Regions from separate parts of the Mus musculus genome. Here all the other regions are linked to region 2. A link is a contact called in public HiChIP or PLAC-seq and promoter capture Hi-C data. All regions are on one chromosome and are shown on one strand. Each heading gives the region's core, a stretch centred on a gene start, on an enhancer-like site or on the middle of the called end of the contact. The rest is flanking DNA. Distances are from core to core; before and after follow the strand shown.

Region 1 (2,700 bases), core at 11-2,510, 670 kb after region 2:
GGGGAGGAGGTTAGAGGCAAGGTTTAGCTCCGGGCCTAGGCTGGAGTCTTAGAAGCTCCCTGTAAAGCTCTGAGTGAGCACTCAAAGGCTGTGTGTAGAGCCTACTGCCTGTAAGCAGCGGCAAACGCATCAGAATGCCCACACAGCGTCAAGCCCAGGCTCGAAGCCTTCCCTGCTTCTTTAATTTCTACTTCTGCCCAGCGCCCAACATATTCGACAGTGGAGTCCACAGGCAGGTCAGGACTTCCCTCTGGGAACATCCTCTCAGACATGGAGAAATGTGCTTTACTGATTTTTTATGTATTCCTCAGTCTGACAAGTTGGTAGCTAAGCTAGCCATCAGAGAAGCTGTAGTTTTGAGTTTAAAGATATGACTTCACATGTAAGAGTAGCTGATAAAGAGCTATTACTCTTTATTGAGTGCTTAGTGTTGGTGGGGCTTTTTAGGTGGAAGATGTCCTTAGGAAAGGACAAAGTCACCCTTGTTTCCTTTATATTGAGCTTTGAAAACGTTATTACAAATGCGTATACTTGGCTTTGTGGCCGCTGCCTTCCGGGAAGAACACTGTGCTCATTTATAACAGGGACACGACATGGCAGATGAGACAGAGAGCTACTGGGAAATGAACCCAGATGAGACCCTGCATAATGCAGTGCTTGGGCTGCTATCAACAGATGATTGTAAAGGCTTCCCTAAGGGCCATCCTTCCTGCTGAATGCCTGGAGTGGAATACTTCAGTGCCTGCCACCGAGTGCAAGCCCTCATTCTTACTCACCAGGAAGTCTGCTTGTTAGGAAGTACATTGACAATCTGTACAAGAATTCTCAGTGAGGATTTCTCTGTGCCTCTCACACAGTATGCTATGTCAAGTTGACACTATTGATATGTTGGTTTTAGCCTTACATTTAATTTTGGCTTTTCTGACATTCATGTTTCTTTAGCAATGAGTTGCATTGTTAACTACTTTCAAATGAAAAGTCTCCAAAAATATATCTAATACATAATTTTCTCATACTTTCATGGAACAATGTAGCCTTTCTTCTCCCCTTTATCCTGAGTTTGTTGTCCCCTTAATTCCTTAATATCCTGCCCATTAAATGAATTAGACACCCTGTATCAAGTTAATACTTCCCAGTGGCAATGATGGTATTAGTGCTCCTATTTCCCAGTAGGAATTTACTCTAAGCTGTATGTGTTTCCACTGCAGTGAGGCCTCAGCCAAGGCCCTGTGGGAAGCCTTACTGAACTCCAAGCACAAAGAGGCAGTGATGGAAGTTCGGAGACATCTAGTGGAAGCAGCCAGCAGAGAGAACCTGCCCATCAAGATGAGTATGGGTAAGCCCCTGCCTCTGCGGAGGCAGCCCAGAAATCCTGTTTTCAAAAGAAGCAAAGCTGCAGCTTTGATATTGCCCTGGTGTCTGTCTATTCATTCCGCTTCTTGCCTTCCTACCTTTCTGTCTTCTCTCTTTTGCCTGCTTCCTTTTTTAAAAAGTAAAGATGAAATTATCTTTAATCGTTTTTACAGTCCAGTCGTTATCCCCCTGCCCCCGTTCTGCCCTCCCACAGTTCCTCATCCCATTCCTCCTCCCCCATCTCTATGAGGTTGTCCCCAATGCCCACCCCCCCATTCTACCCCACCAGGTCTCCCTCCTCCCTGGAGCCTCGAGTCTTTCAAGGGTTAGGTGGTACTTCTCCCACTGAGGCAAGACCAGTTCTCTGTTGCATATGTGTCAGGGGCCTCATATCAGCTGGTGTACGCTGCCTGGTTGGTGGCTCAGTGTCTGAGAGATCTCAGGGGTCCAGGTTAGTAGAGACTGCTGTCTTCCTCTGGGGTTTCCCTCCTCCTCAGCTTCTTCCAGCCTTTCCCTAATTCAACCAGAGGGGTCCCCGGCTTCTGTCCATTGCTCGAGTGTAAGTGTTTGCATCTGAGTTTTTCAGCTGCTTGTTGGGCCTTTCAGAGGGCAGCCATGTTAGGCTCCTGTCTGTAAGCTCACCATAGCATCAGTAATAGTGTCAGGCCTTGGAGCCTCCCCTTGAGCTAGATCTCAATTTGGACTGGTCACTGAACCTCCTTTCCCTCAATCTCTTCTCCAGGGCCCAAGTGAAGATGCTTCAATCCCACTTTGGAAGGAGGGGAAAGCAATCACAGTGGGCAGAGGGAGGGAGGGTTCTGGGAGGGGAAAAGGGGAACATGACCAAGTATTAGAGGGACAGGACTGAAGCCCCGAGTGCCAGCAGAAAGAATGGAAACAGGCAACCTCGGGAGGTAGGAGATGGAGGGACCCTCTTGTACCAGAGACCTGGGAGGTGAGAGACACTCAGGACTCAAAGGGAGGGACCTTAGGTGAAATGCCCTACAGTGGGGAGAGGGAACTTGTAGAGCCCACCTCCAGTAGAAAGACAGGGCATCAAGTGGAAGGATGGGGTTGCCATCCCACAGTAAAAAACTGTGAACTGTCCTGTCCCTGCTTGCTTTTCTTCTTTCTCTTTATTGTTTTTAACATGTGTACTTGTGTGTGGTATGTATATATTTATGTGCATGCATGTTTGACTACATTAGCACCTGTATACATATATGTGCACGTACACATGAGGATCAAAGGTTGACATCATTGGGTATCTTACACCATCACTTACCATACTATTTATAAAGGCAGGTTGTGTAGGAATCCCTTATTTCTACTTCTTGAGCATGGTGA
Region 2 (2,700 bases), core at 30-2,529:
GTGGGGGTGGGGACTACGGAGCACAATGAGGGCCCCTCGGAGTGCAGTTTGAAATTCCTCAAATCCCAGTTGCTGGAATGCGAGGCCAGGACGACTTCTTCACTCGAGGCCAAATGTGTTTGTCATTATTCCAGATCGCTCGTCCGCGCCGCCGCTGCCGCCGCTGCCTCCGTCGCTGGAGTGAGAGGCGCACGATCCCAGCGCACTGCGGATTCCGCCCGAGGCTTCTAGCACCCAAGTAATTCGCTCCAATCTCTCCGGAACCCTTGGAGCTGCGCCCCTCGCCCGCGCGCCCCTCTCACGGTGCTGCAGCCGCCACCGCCGCGCTCAAGTCTGGCCCCAGATGTTTCCAACAGCAGCGCCGTCCAGTAATTACGAGGGCTCGACTGGCGCCGAGTGTGCCCGGCCGGCATCCGAGGTCCGACCTCCTCCAGCCGAGCCCTTCACACCTCCCTTTTTTCTTAGCGCTTTCCCGCGCCCCACTCGGCGCCCCTTTCCCCTCCACACACACACTTCTCCTGGTGCGCCCCCTCCCCAAGCTTCGCGCCGCACCACCCGCTACAGCGTAGTCCCGCCAAACCGCGGGCGACGAATGAAAATACTCATTAAAAACCTGTCCTCTTCCGTGACCCACTGCCAAGAGGCCAAGCGCCGCGGCTTCCACCCCCCCAATGTTACTTGGTGTTCGTCCCAGTAAGCACGAACGCCACCCCCACCCTGGAGGAAAACCTCAAAAATGTAAGCCTAACAATTTCTTTGGAAGGCTATAGGATTGTGTAGGGAAAAAAAAAAAAACATTGCTTTTAAAAATAGGTCTGGATTTTTTTTCATTTTCTTTTTCTTTTTCTTTTTTTTTTTTTATCTTTGACTCTCTAATGGTTACCCCCCCACACCCCCCATTCCAGTGAAGTTTATTCAGAATAAGTTACTTTCTGGACACACCACTGAACTCAGCTGTTTTGTTTTTGTTTTCCTCGTTGCCCAAAATTTGAAGTTACTTAGCTTCTTGCAGCCCCAAGTTATGATCAGGGACCTTCTTGAGAAACAAAAGTCACTTTTTCCTCTCCCTTACCTTCTCCTTCTATGTCAATTTGCAAAGAAAATCCGATACCCGGAGTGAAAAGTAAGCCCCAAGCTTCCAGTCCTTCCCCGCAGCTCCTCCGTTTGTTTCTCTCCCTCAAGCTCCAACAGTAATGGGCTCAAAACCCGCATTTTGTAATTGATTCAATGTTATAGTCCGTCCTCCAAAAACTAATCATTTGCTTAAAGTAAATAGCTGTCAGGAAATGAAGTCCCCCCCCCCCTTGGTCTCTTCAAAATAAAAGTTTCCCTAGGACTCCTTGCTCTCTGACTCTCTCAGGCTCAAGACCTCTTCTTTGCTTTTTGCTCTTATGCAATCAGGGGGGCCAGTCCCAACCCCCAGACTTCAACAACAACGAGGAGGGGGGAGCAAACCAGATGGGGTGGGGTGGGGGGCCGAAGGGGGAGGTGTTGACGTTCTGCCGGGAAAGAGGTTTCAGGAAACTACAAACAGCCATCATTTCCAAAATGAGTTGACTTCCCAATTTGGGGGTGGGGGTGCTATTGTTTTGTATTCTCTTCGAAAAGAAAATACACGTAAAATTGCTGCTCATTTCTAAAACGAATATAAATCTAGAATTCAAATTATCCTTTCTATAGACAGTCTGGGCCTCGCTAGAAATATGGCCCTGGGGAGAAATTCTAACGCGGCTGCGTCGTTTTGAACTGGGGGTCTTAAGGGAAAGTGCCGTGTAGTTGCTAATCCTTTAATGGGATTAGGAAACTGTGGAGTCTAATAGGAAGATGATGGGTTTTTGAAAGGCTGGATTGTGAGGCGGTGTGCAAATAACGGTTGCTCGGCGTACCTTTGGGATGTTCTCCGGAAGAAGGAAAGAACGACCTTTATCCCTTCGGAGCCACTTATCTGGTCCTGCCTTTGTTTTCGGGGGTTATCTGGTCCTCGCTTCTTCTATCTTCATATGAAAACGCTCAGGCTAGGCGTGACTACCAAATGCCTGCCCTCTGCATCTTGATGGCAGAAGGATTTTTATCCTCCTAAATTCCACCCTTCCGAGTGGGTCGCACGCGACGTACCCTAGGAAAGCTTTCAGGACGTTTGAGCCACAAACCAGGGAACCCAAGACACCCAGCGAGAGACAGTTGGGACACGGCGATCCTGCTGGCGAGGGAAAGGGGGCGCTGACACTCCAGGAACCAAACCTGGGCGAAGCGGGACTTCCCGGAGCGGGTGGGGGAAGGGAGGGCCTTCGACTTGCGCTCTATTTTTGAATGCTTTTGGTGTGTGTGTGTGGGGGGGGGGGTGTGAGAAGTCCTCTATCTCCACCACCACCACCACCACCACCACCACCACCACCACCACCACCACCACCTCCATCTCACACATCAAAATTAAAATGGACAAGGTGACCAGGTTGATAACAAAACGTCGAATAACCATCGGTTATTTCACCACTATAGTGGACCTGAGGCTCTGGCGTAAATCACAGAGGTTTCCCCGAAATGCCGAGTGCTGTCCCTAAATGGGACAGGACCGACCGTGGGGATATCAGGCTCGGGAAGAGGATGCCTGGAGCTGGGCTGAGAGCCCCAATTCTCCTCCGCCCTTCTGCACGCCCGCCTCTGGTGTATCTTCAGCTCGGGTGACTGCCCTGCTCACTA
Region 3 (2,700 bases), core at 21-2,520, 600 kb after region 2:
CTCAGGAACCTATGCAGAAGAAAAAGAAACACAAAGAGCTGGCTCTGTAAGAGTCAAAGGTCATAAATGATTCCAAGAACATCATCCAGACAGAACAGGACTGATGCGCACATGAACTCATGGAGAATGTGAGATCATGCATAAGACCAGCACAAATTCAAACCAGGCAAATCCCAGCACAGAAAGGGAACATAAAGTGAACATAAAGTCCCACCCATAACCAAGCAGCTGTCTACAGCTGACGGCTGCTGAGAAAAGGAAAATCACTCTTCTCCAGTGGAGTGTCACTGGGTGTATCACGACCAGAAGCTGACCAACATGGATTACATGTTCTTTGGTATACATTTTTGTTTTGGCATTTTTATCTTTAGGAGTTTTATTCATTTGTTAAGATAAAGGGGAGAAAGAAACAGAACATGAAGTTGGGTGAGTAGGATGGTCTTGGAGTTAATTGGAAGAGTGAATATGTTCCACTATATATTGTATGAGAAGAAAATCTGCCCCTGCACATCCATAACTTATCACTAGAACCAGCCAGCACCCATCATGCCAGATCTGCGTACCCAGGCACTGGGAATCAGTCGCCAGTCTCCTTACTACCTCTCCCTCTTTACGCTAACTCCAAAGCCACTGGAGGGAAGCAAAGACTAGTCCTGGCCAGCTATGATGCCCACGTATCACAGCAACAACCTGCATGGCAGGAGGACTGTAAGGTGCAGCAGCAGCACGTAAACCATGGCTGTAGCCCACAGCTGTCCAGGTGGAGTTAAAGCCTGGTCACCAAGAGGAAAACAACAGCTGCTACTGGAAATAAAGCCAGTCTTGGAGGAGACCTTCACTTTACTAAGTAAGCATAATTCCTAACTACATTCTAACTCTATCCTAACAAAAACAAACAAGCAAACAAACAACTCCTGAAGACAAAAATACCAAGACAAAAATGCGCTCCAAAAAACATGTAGACCATTTTGTATTAGTCAACTTCTGGTCATGAGGCCTGACCTGTAGTATAGTTGATATAGTACTGATATTTGTTCTCATGCCCAGAGAGAAGTGTAGTTCACCCCCTTTCAAAGAAACTTCTTCAGCAACAGCAATTATAGACATCACAACAGTTCAAATGCAATAAGCAAAAGTCACGTGGTACTCAGTCCCACTTGATACAGCAATAGAATTCCTGCACGCAAAGCTTGAGGATCATTGAGGGAAAGAGAGGGGCAGAAAGAGCCAGAGAACAGGAAGTTTGTAGTGAAACTATGTCTCCTAGAAATGCCAGGCTTATCGACGTGGCTGCCCAAACAAGACTTAACCAATGACCATCCCAATGGCCATGTCAACACAGAAGGGAAGAAGCTCAAGGAGCTTCAACCCTCAGCCTAAGAATTATGGGCAACTGGGAAATGCTGAGTGGGAGAAATGGTCTTTCCAAAGAGCCCCATAACTAGTTATCCATTACCAAATAATAATAAAGAAGAGCCCCATAACTAGTTATCCATTGCCAAATAATCAGCTCTGAGGCCATATGCACACTAGTAATACACACAGAGTGGATTATATTTAGGAACGTGTGTGTGTGTGTGTTGTGCATAAAACAAAACTTTTTAAAAAAGAGGCCATGTATTTGAGAATAAGGATTGTGGGAGGGGTTAGAGGAAAGAGTGGAAAGGGGGAATTAATTAATTATAAGTCAAGATATTAAAAATTATCATTAAATAAATTTTTAATAAAATAAAGCTAAGTATTTACTAACTTAAAAAGAGGCAGATCTCTATTAACTAGCTATTGGTTTTTATCCGATGGCACCTACCTATAATTAATTAGGCCTTAAAAATGCGTTTATCAACAATATGAACTAACCAGTAACCCCCAGAGCTCGTGTCTTTAGCTGCATATGAATCAGAAGATGGCCTAGTCGGCCATCAGTGGAAAGAGAGGCTCATTGGTCTTGCAAACTTTATATGCCTCAGTACAGGGGAGGTCAGGCCCAAGAAGTGGGAGTGGGTGGGGGAGGGGGGGGAGGGTATGGGGGACTTTTGGGGATAGCATTAGAAATGTAAATGAAGAAAATACCTAATAAAAATAAATAAATAAAGAAAGAAGGAAACAAGAAAGGATATGTCTAGAAATAAAAAGGGCCCTGGCGTGGAGGAACAGGTGTCATTAACATTATCAGGTGGGGAATTGTAGGGGCAAACTCCTATTTTAACACACCTTTTTTTATTTTCAGCCTTTATTTATCTTCAGTTACAGCTTTAAGATGCATGATGAACATGCCTAGAGTTTCTTCCATCTGAACTGCAACCTTTGAATATACATTCCATGTCCATGAGTTATGCATGCCCTGAAACATGTTTGTCATCATGCTTCTTACGCCATGGCTTTAACGTGTACACACTCAGTAACATGCTCACTACAGTACTTTCCTAAATGAATTTATATATCACTCAAAGAAAATGATTACACTTCTTTTTTCTGGAGGAAAAAAAAAAACCCTGAGGTTATTGAAAAAGGAGTTCTACTGCTTACTAAAAGCAAATTAATTTAAAACATACAGATCCTGTTGGGATATGGGGATCATCACTTAGAAAAACAAAAAGATTAAAATGGATTTGATGCACATTTGACACATAAACGGCCAGGATGTGGTGACGGGAGGGGAACAGTTCATTTAGCAAACATTTATTCACTATCCACTCTGTA
Region 4 (2,700 bases), core at 186-2,685, 760 kb after region 2:
AAAGTAATCTTGAGTGATGTTGTGAAGGAAGATCTTGAGAATATTAGTGCCTTAATATTTATGTCCTCAGTTCTAGGAGGCAATACTCCTTCAGAGAAAAGCTGCTCTTGATTAGTGAGTAAGGAGGACCCTTTAGCCCCCAAAGAGATTATTAGGATCCTGATAGTGAAGAAAAACATTGAGGTAAAAACATTTTAGCCTAAAAATGTGGCAAAGAGGGAACTCACTATGTAGCCCAGGCTACCCTTAAACTCATGTTTTTCCAGTCTCAGTCTGCTGAGTGCTAGGATCAGGAGCCTGTGCCACCATGCTTGGCGTTAGTTTTAGGAATTATTTCAATCAGTACCTGCTTTGATGCCGTTTAATAAGCTAGATGGACAGATGATAGATAGATAGATAGATAGATAGATAGATAGATAGGCCAAGTTAGATGGATGGATCGATGGGTGGGTGGGTGGATAAGAAAGGGATATAACAGATTCTAGGCTGAGACTCATTTGATGATGGGAAAATGAAAGACTAACAAGTTGGACACCAAAAAGAGCGCACACATGTGTATGTGTGTGCAAGCACAGTGATACTGTGTTTTGAAACATAACTATAAATGTAAGCAGAAATATAATTTTTATAGAGGCTGACTTTGTCTGTCTACGTGTGTTGCCTGTTTATTCTGTCCATGGCACCTGGACTGAACTGGTCCCAAGCGGGGTGGTGATTTTCACTGAGGCATGTATAAAATGAAGCCCCCTCCCCCTTTTTTATTCCTTTTATTTTTTAAAGCAAAACACATGGCTGCACCTCTTCTTCAGGCTCTTGATTTGTTGCCAAGCTGACAGAGAGCCAACTGGAACAGGAAACTGATATGGAGCAGTGCTCATTAGCAATTTACATTTTCTAATGCAACAAGAGTTCATGTGTTAGGTTTTAGAAGCTGAGGTTTTATCCAAGCAATTCACTGAAATGAGAGGACACTTCATTTTTTATCTGTGTTGTGCTGGTAAAGACAAATAGTTTAATCTGAACAATTCTTTTCATATAGTGGTGTAGGATTTTCATATAGTGGTGTAGGATTTGAGAGTCCTTCCCCATTAAATGTGTTTGGATACTTTTTGGCTGGGAATGCATCTCGTTTTTATGAGTGTGGAAACCAAACACTGGACTACAGTTACAGCTGCTGGTTCCATCCCCTCCTTGGTTTGTAAGAAGTAAAGTAGCATGCTTGTTCATAATTAATAAATGCAGAGTGCTTTATATCGTGTTCCCAGACACTGGTCTCCATATAGTGTGTAATTGTATTTTTAATAATTTTTAAAATTAATCTCTGTCCTGCCAGCACCTTTTTAACTTTTCTTGTTACTCATCTCACTCCTCTCAGAGAGAACTCAGAAAGCAGACAGAGCATCTCAGTGACTGGGGGCTTGGGGAGTTAGCACACGTCTCTTGATTATTTCAAGTTGTTCTCCAAGGGAACAGGAATCCAGACAAGAATGACATCATCTGTGCCGAGCACAGGCTTCTTTAGAAACAGGCATTTGTAATGGCTTTTGACTAGGGGTGGTTATAGCATTTCAGAGGGGCGGGATTGCCAGGTACCAGGCTGGAGGTGTGGGAGCTGTTAGGAGTCTGGACAGCCATCCTCAGCCTCCAGCAGAACAGAAGCCATCTGGGGCTGTGTGTGTCGGAGGTTTTTGGGTGGTGCACGTGCAACGGAAACTAGCACTAGCCCACTCTTAGCTATCCTTATTGTTATTATCTTGTCAGTTCTTGCTTGAGCCAAATCATGCCCAAATTATTTTTTCACAGATTTAACATGTGAAAAAAATCAGGAAAATATGTCTGAGGATGAAAGTATCTGTATAGACTTCCCTACCCTCACCCAGGGTGAGCACCAAGCTTAGGACCTTGATTGTGCTAGTCAACATTCCTCTACTGAGCTATATACCCAGCACCATATTTGGGGGTTTGGTTGACTCTTGTTTTTTCTATTTGACAGTGGAAAAAATTATCAACATTTTTCCTAAAATAATAGAACAGCAAAAGGACTGAAAAAAATTTGGGTCATTATTCTCCAGGGTAGGGAGGAGCCTCAAACAGCTTCTAACTAGTGTGCCACACCCATGGCTCCCTCTATGTCTGGACTCCGTGGCACACCCCTTGGTCCTGGGCCTTGCAGAGCTGTGGAGTATCATTTTCCATGATTGCCTCCCTCTGGGGCCCTTTTCTTCTTTCATTCTCTGTGTCTCTACCACAGGCCATGTGCTTACTTAAATGTGTTATACTCCCTTTATACCAGAGGCTCTTGAACTACTTTCCCAGGGCAGCACAGTTAACCCCTTTAGAGCTCATTCCAAACCACAGAGCCTGAGGTCCACCTTCCTCAACCCTCCAGATTACCTCAGTGCACCCCATCTGACTGTGGGTTTTAATGCAAGCATAGTTTATTATATAGCTGTATAATAATTTCAATAGTATCTGGCATTCACTTCTAGGCCATAAACTCTGTGGGTTCTGCAAATCCCTGTACCTCAAGTGCAAATCTTATCTGCAGGCACATAATAGGCTCTTGTTAATGGTAACTGAATGGTGAAAGACTAACAAAGAAGGAAGCTCTGATTCTGTCTCAAAGTTTCCTGTAACTTTGCAAAAGTACAAATGTGGGGCAAGATCAGGAGAGTCTCTGATTTGGATGACAGGATGGTG
Region 5 (2,700 bases), core at 191-2,690, 560 kb after region 2:
GATATTTCTTTTTGCTCTCATTTTTATAATTACATGTATATATTATATATCTTGGATATATGGGGGAAAATCTGTAAAGCATTGGCTATGTAGTAAAGATTCCAAGAATATATAGCTCACAGTAGCTTCTACAGTAGAAGGCAGACAAAAGAGGTTAATAATTTTTTTAAGTGTTTGCTTTTTACCAGCAGACACAGTACAACTTGCATCACGTGCAGAATAATAAACATGAAGGAAAGCAAGCCATCGACACCTGCATCCCCACACAGACCATACAACCTGTATATCTCAGCTACCTCACCCGCACCTGTCTCTGTCCCTGCCTACTATGTACATTAATGATGACATGTGGCTAAAAACTTCAAATGCATGCATACAAATTACAGCTTATTTTCTGGGGATTACACACATGTACTACCATGCGGGGCTTTTCCCTTTTTTGTTCCTGACACAAAATTCAAGATTTTAAAACCCAGTATTAGACAATTCTGTTATTTAAAATAAACATCTTTTAGAATACTGTCAAAAGCTTTAGTTTTAAAAAATAATTAGGAATTTGTATGCAGCTACAAGATGTTCAAGAATCTGCCTGGGAATAACAGGCTCAGGGGAAAGCATACGCTGTAGAGAAGAACAAACCTGCCTGTGACCACCTAGCAAAAGGAGTGGTCAGTAATGATATTTACAGTGCCAGAACACACTGCTGCCCAAATAATGACTGGGATATATTAAGACTGTACAGCCATACTATTGACAGGCAGTGCAAAGCGGCAGTGTGCACATACATGTGCAGCATGACCTAAGGCTGAGCCCCAGGAATGCTGAACTTCACTCCTTTAGACCTCAAGGCTTCTCATCTGTAACTGTCAATCTTTTCAAGGTTTCCTTGAGACCAACAGGAATGTTTATAAAGTGCGTGGTGTGAGAGTAAGCAGTCAGTGGTTGGAATTCTTGCCCTGAAAGGACATCAGTGGGGAACGGTACTTGCTGCAGGTGGCACCCAAGTTTGATCCTCAGTCTTCATATTGTAGAGGATAGAATTGACCCCTGCGAGTTGTCCTCTGGGCTCTCAGGGGCTCCAGGGGATGAGCATGTGCACACAGCACAGTATAAAGACATGGAATTCTTCAAGGAGTTTAGTGCTTACATTTTCAGAAGCAGAGTATTTCCTATAAAGGTTTCTGGGGCTCTAATAATTCTCTCCAAGGTAAAAACAAAAAACAAAAACCAGTACAGAGACAAGTGGATATTATAACTAAGTCCATCAACAAATGAGGTTTTCTTTGTAATGACTCCAACTAAGCTTGCATAAAATACGGAAGGCCAGTTACTGCACAACTCATTATGTGTAGCCCCTCTTTTCCTTGAATGCTGTAGGCCGTCACGTGCTGGGGAGTCGGCCCTTCATGAAAACAGCAGCCGCGCCCCATCCCTTCTGATACACGCCATAGTGCAAAGGTCACTCCAGGCCTGGAACTCATTAGAACACATTTTCTAACATCCTATAGCAACCAGTCTTCTTTCTGGCCCTCAATTAAACTGCCTTAAAAACAGATGTTAAAACTGCTCTCTAATTTTCAAAACAGTGACCCTGTAATTTGTAATGCGACACATACTATGTATGTTTTGCTTTTAGAATATTTTTGTCAGTCTTTAGAAACAGCTTTTACTTCCCATGAGTATTTCCTAGTACAATTTTCCTAGGACAAGTCAGAACAGAGAACTCCTCTACTTTCTGCTTTTCTGGCCTCAAGCTTTTTCTTAAATTTAAGTAATGCCTTAAAACTCAGCAACCTGAAAATGAACACATGGTTTAACCACTAACATTTTCCAATTCAGCAGAAAGTCAGCAGCCCCTGTGCGTGTGTGCATCCGGTGTGCGATGCAAGATCTTCTTCCAATGCATTTCTGCACTAAGATCCTTGACTGTGACACATACATTTTACAGACAATATGCTACTTCAGAGGTACATTTCAACCACATTGGAAACTAGACAACTTCCTGAAAAAACTCCTGCCCTTGAACATAAGCAGAACGGTGCGTGTCGGTGGCTGTAGCCAGCACTGTCTGTCCCACTTACATGTACATGCCATACTGTCATTTACCTATTTGATCAATAAAGTTGTATTAAATATCTACTATGTGTCAAGTCATGAGAAAACAGGGTGGGAGAAAAGTATTTTCATCATCTTTTCTAGTCCTTTGTCATACACTCTTTGACTGAGTCAGCTTAACAGTTCTATGAATTTAATGTGTAAAGACAATGTATGAATATTTATGTATTTTAGGAAACAGCACTATTTCTGGCTCAGAACAGGACTCAAAATGTCACTCACATGAATGAAACATTAAAAAACAAATAAATGGGACAATCAGTAAATCAGTATTTTTTAACTCACAATACATAAAGTGGAAATTTTATTTGAAAACAATATATATTAGGACTGTATATGAATTACCAACTAATTAAACTTATCTAACACAGGATCGAAACTAGCTTGAAGAGTACATGGCTCTGCAGGTACTCGATTCTTCATGTGGCCTAACTATAAGCAATCACTGAGAAATCATGTTTAGGTGATAAGAAGGAAACCTGTGAGGGGATATAAACTTCCTTTAAAGGCCAAGTGAACAACATGGTGTGAAAATTGCTGCTTACAGTACTTGGAATCCTCAAGAACAAAATGAGTATGATTTCA

The links. Promoter capture Hi-C pulls out the DNA fragments that hold promoters and counts their contacts. HiChIP or PLAC-seq counts read pairs in DNA pulled down with a chosen protein or histone mark.
Region 1: an H3K4me3 HiChIP or PLAC-seq map of stem cell-derived neural progenitor cells shows a contact between it and region 2, with 20 read pairs. The contact joins the enhancer-like site here to the promoter of Pdgfra in region 2. A contact is called at or near these places in 8 of 39 promoter capture datasets (3T3-L1-derived adipocytes, HPC-7-derived erythroid cells, Sertoli cells and 5 more), 2 of 15 datasets of contacts at CTCF or cohesin (the NIH/3T3 cell line and large pre-B cells), 15 of 115 datasets of contacts at active chromatin or transcription factors (the NIH/3T3 cell line, craniofacial prominence, embryonic basal ganglia and 11 more) and 2 of 9 other capture datasets (embryonic stem cells and macrophages).
Region 3: a contact with region 2 is called in a promoter capture Hi-C map of liver, with 5 times the contacts expected there. The contact joins the enhancer-like site here to the promoter of Pdgfra in region 2. A contact is called at or near these places in 18 of 39 promoter capture datasets (3T3-L1-derived adipocytes, the C10 cell line, HPC-7-derived erythroid cells and 13 more), 4 of 15 datasets of contacts at CTCF or cohesin (the NIH/3T3 cell line, embryonic stem cells, large pre-B cells and 1 more), 5 of 484 Hi-C or Micro-C datasets (the C3H10T1/2 cell line, gonadal supporting cells, uterus and 1 more), 19 of 115 datasets of contacts at active chromatin or transcription factors (the NIH/3T3 cell line, craniofacial prominence, embryonic basal ganglia and 14 more) and 3 of 9 other capture datasets (embryonic stem cells, liver and macrophages).
Region 4: a contact with region 2 is called in an H3K4me3 HiChIP or PLAC-seq map of embryonic limb bud, with 7 times the contacts expected there. The contact joins the enhancer-like site here to the promoter of Pdgfra in region 2. A contact is called at or near these places in 12 of 39 promoter capture datasets (the 3T3-L1 cell line, 3T3-L1-derived adipocytes, the C10 cell line and 6 more), 2 of 15 datasets of contacts at CTCF or cohesin (large pre-B cells and stem cell-derived epiblast-like cells), 3 of 484 Hi-C or Micro-C datasets (the C10 cell line, palatal mesenchyme and uterus), 13 of 115 datasets of contacts at active chromatin or transcription factors (craniofacial prominence, embryonic basal ganglia, embryonic forebrain and 9 more) and 3 of 9 other capture datasets (adipose tissue, liver and macrophages).
Region 5: an H3K4me3 HiChIP or PLAC-seq map of embryonic limb bud shows a contact between it and region 2, with 7 times the contacts expected there. The contact joins the enhancer-like site here to the promoter of Pdgfra in region 2. A contact is called at or near these places in 25 of 39 promoter capture datasets (the 3T3-L1 cell line, 3T3-L1-derived adipocytes, the C10 cell line and 14 more), 4 of 15 datasets of contacts at CTCF or cohesin (the NIH/3T3 cell line, large pre-B cells, pro-B cells and 1 more), 51 of 484 Hi-C or Micro-C datasets (3T3-L1-derived adipocytes, the HL-1 cell line, the HPC-7 cell line and 30 more), 22 of 115 datasets of contacts at active chromatin or transcription factors (the NIH/3T3 cell line, bone marrow-derived dendritic cells, craniofacial prominence and 13 more) and 5 of 9 other capture datasets (adipose tissue, embryonic stem cells, liver and 2 more).

Annotation. Positions count from the first base shown.
Region 1 is chr5:74,480,786-74,483,485 of GRCm38.p6, reverse strand. Scfd2 (Sec1 family domain containing 2) reads left to right here. Exons shown (of 9, transcript NM_001114660.2): 3 at 1,209-1,336. Among named protein-coding and RNA genes, the nearest start is that of Scfd2, 50 kb to the left of the region's middle. Within about 2 kb of position 1,260, at least 31 of the 459 cell types and tissues checked have an H3K27ac peak or open chromatin away from gene starts, as enhancers often do. A contact at or near this core is called in oligodendrocyte precursor cells, stem cell-derived neural progenitor cells and trophoblast stem cells, where this site is marked.
Region 2 is chr5:75,150,830-75,153,529 of GRCm38.p6, reverse strand. It overlaps Pdgfra (platelet derived growth factor receptor, alpha polypeptide), which reads right to left and starts at 1,279. Exons shown (of 23, transcript NM_011058.3): 1 at 1,073-1,279.
Region 3 is chr5:74,553,356-74,556,055 of GRCm38.p6, reverse strand. The region is part of intron 8 of Fip1l1 (FIP1 like 1 (S. cerevisiae)); the gene reads right to left. Among named protein-coding and RNA genes, the nearest start is that of Fip1l1, 19 kb to the right of the region's middle. Within about 2 kb of position 1,270, at least 1 of the 459 cell types and tissues checked has an H3K27ac peak or open chromatin away from gene starts, as enhancers often do.
Region 4 is chr5:74,387,141-74,389,840 of GRCm38.p6, reverse strand. The region is part of intron 5 of Scfd2 (Sec1 family domain containing 2); the gene reads left to right. Among named protein-coding and RNA genes, the nearest start is that of Gm32064, 72 kb to the right of the region's middle. Within about 2 kb of position 1,435, at least 37 of the 459 cell types and tissues checked have an H3K27ac peak or open chromatin away from gene starts, as enhancers often do. A contact at or near this core is called in adipose tissue, craniofacial prominence, embryonic limb bud and 2 more, where this site is marked.
Region 5 is chr5:74,592,116-74,594,815 of GRCm38.p6, reverse strand. All of the region lies in intron 16 of Fip1l1 (FIP1 like 1 (S. cerevisiae)), which reads right to left. It also overlaps a transcript of Lnx1 not described here. Among named protein-coding and RNA genes, the nearest start is that of Gm32304, 54 kb to the left of the region's middle. Within about 2 kb of position 1,440, at least 9 of the 459 cell types and tissues checked have an H3K27ac peak or open chromatin away from gene starts, as enhancers often do. A contact at or near this core is called in craniofacial prominence and embryonic limb bud, where this site is marked.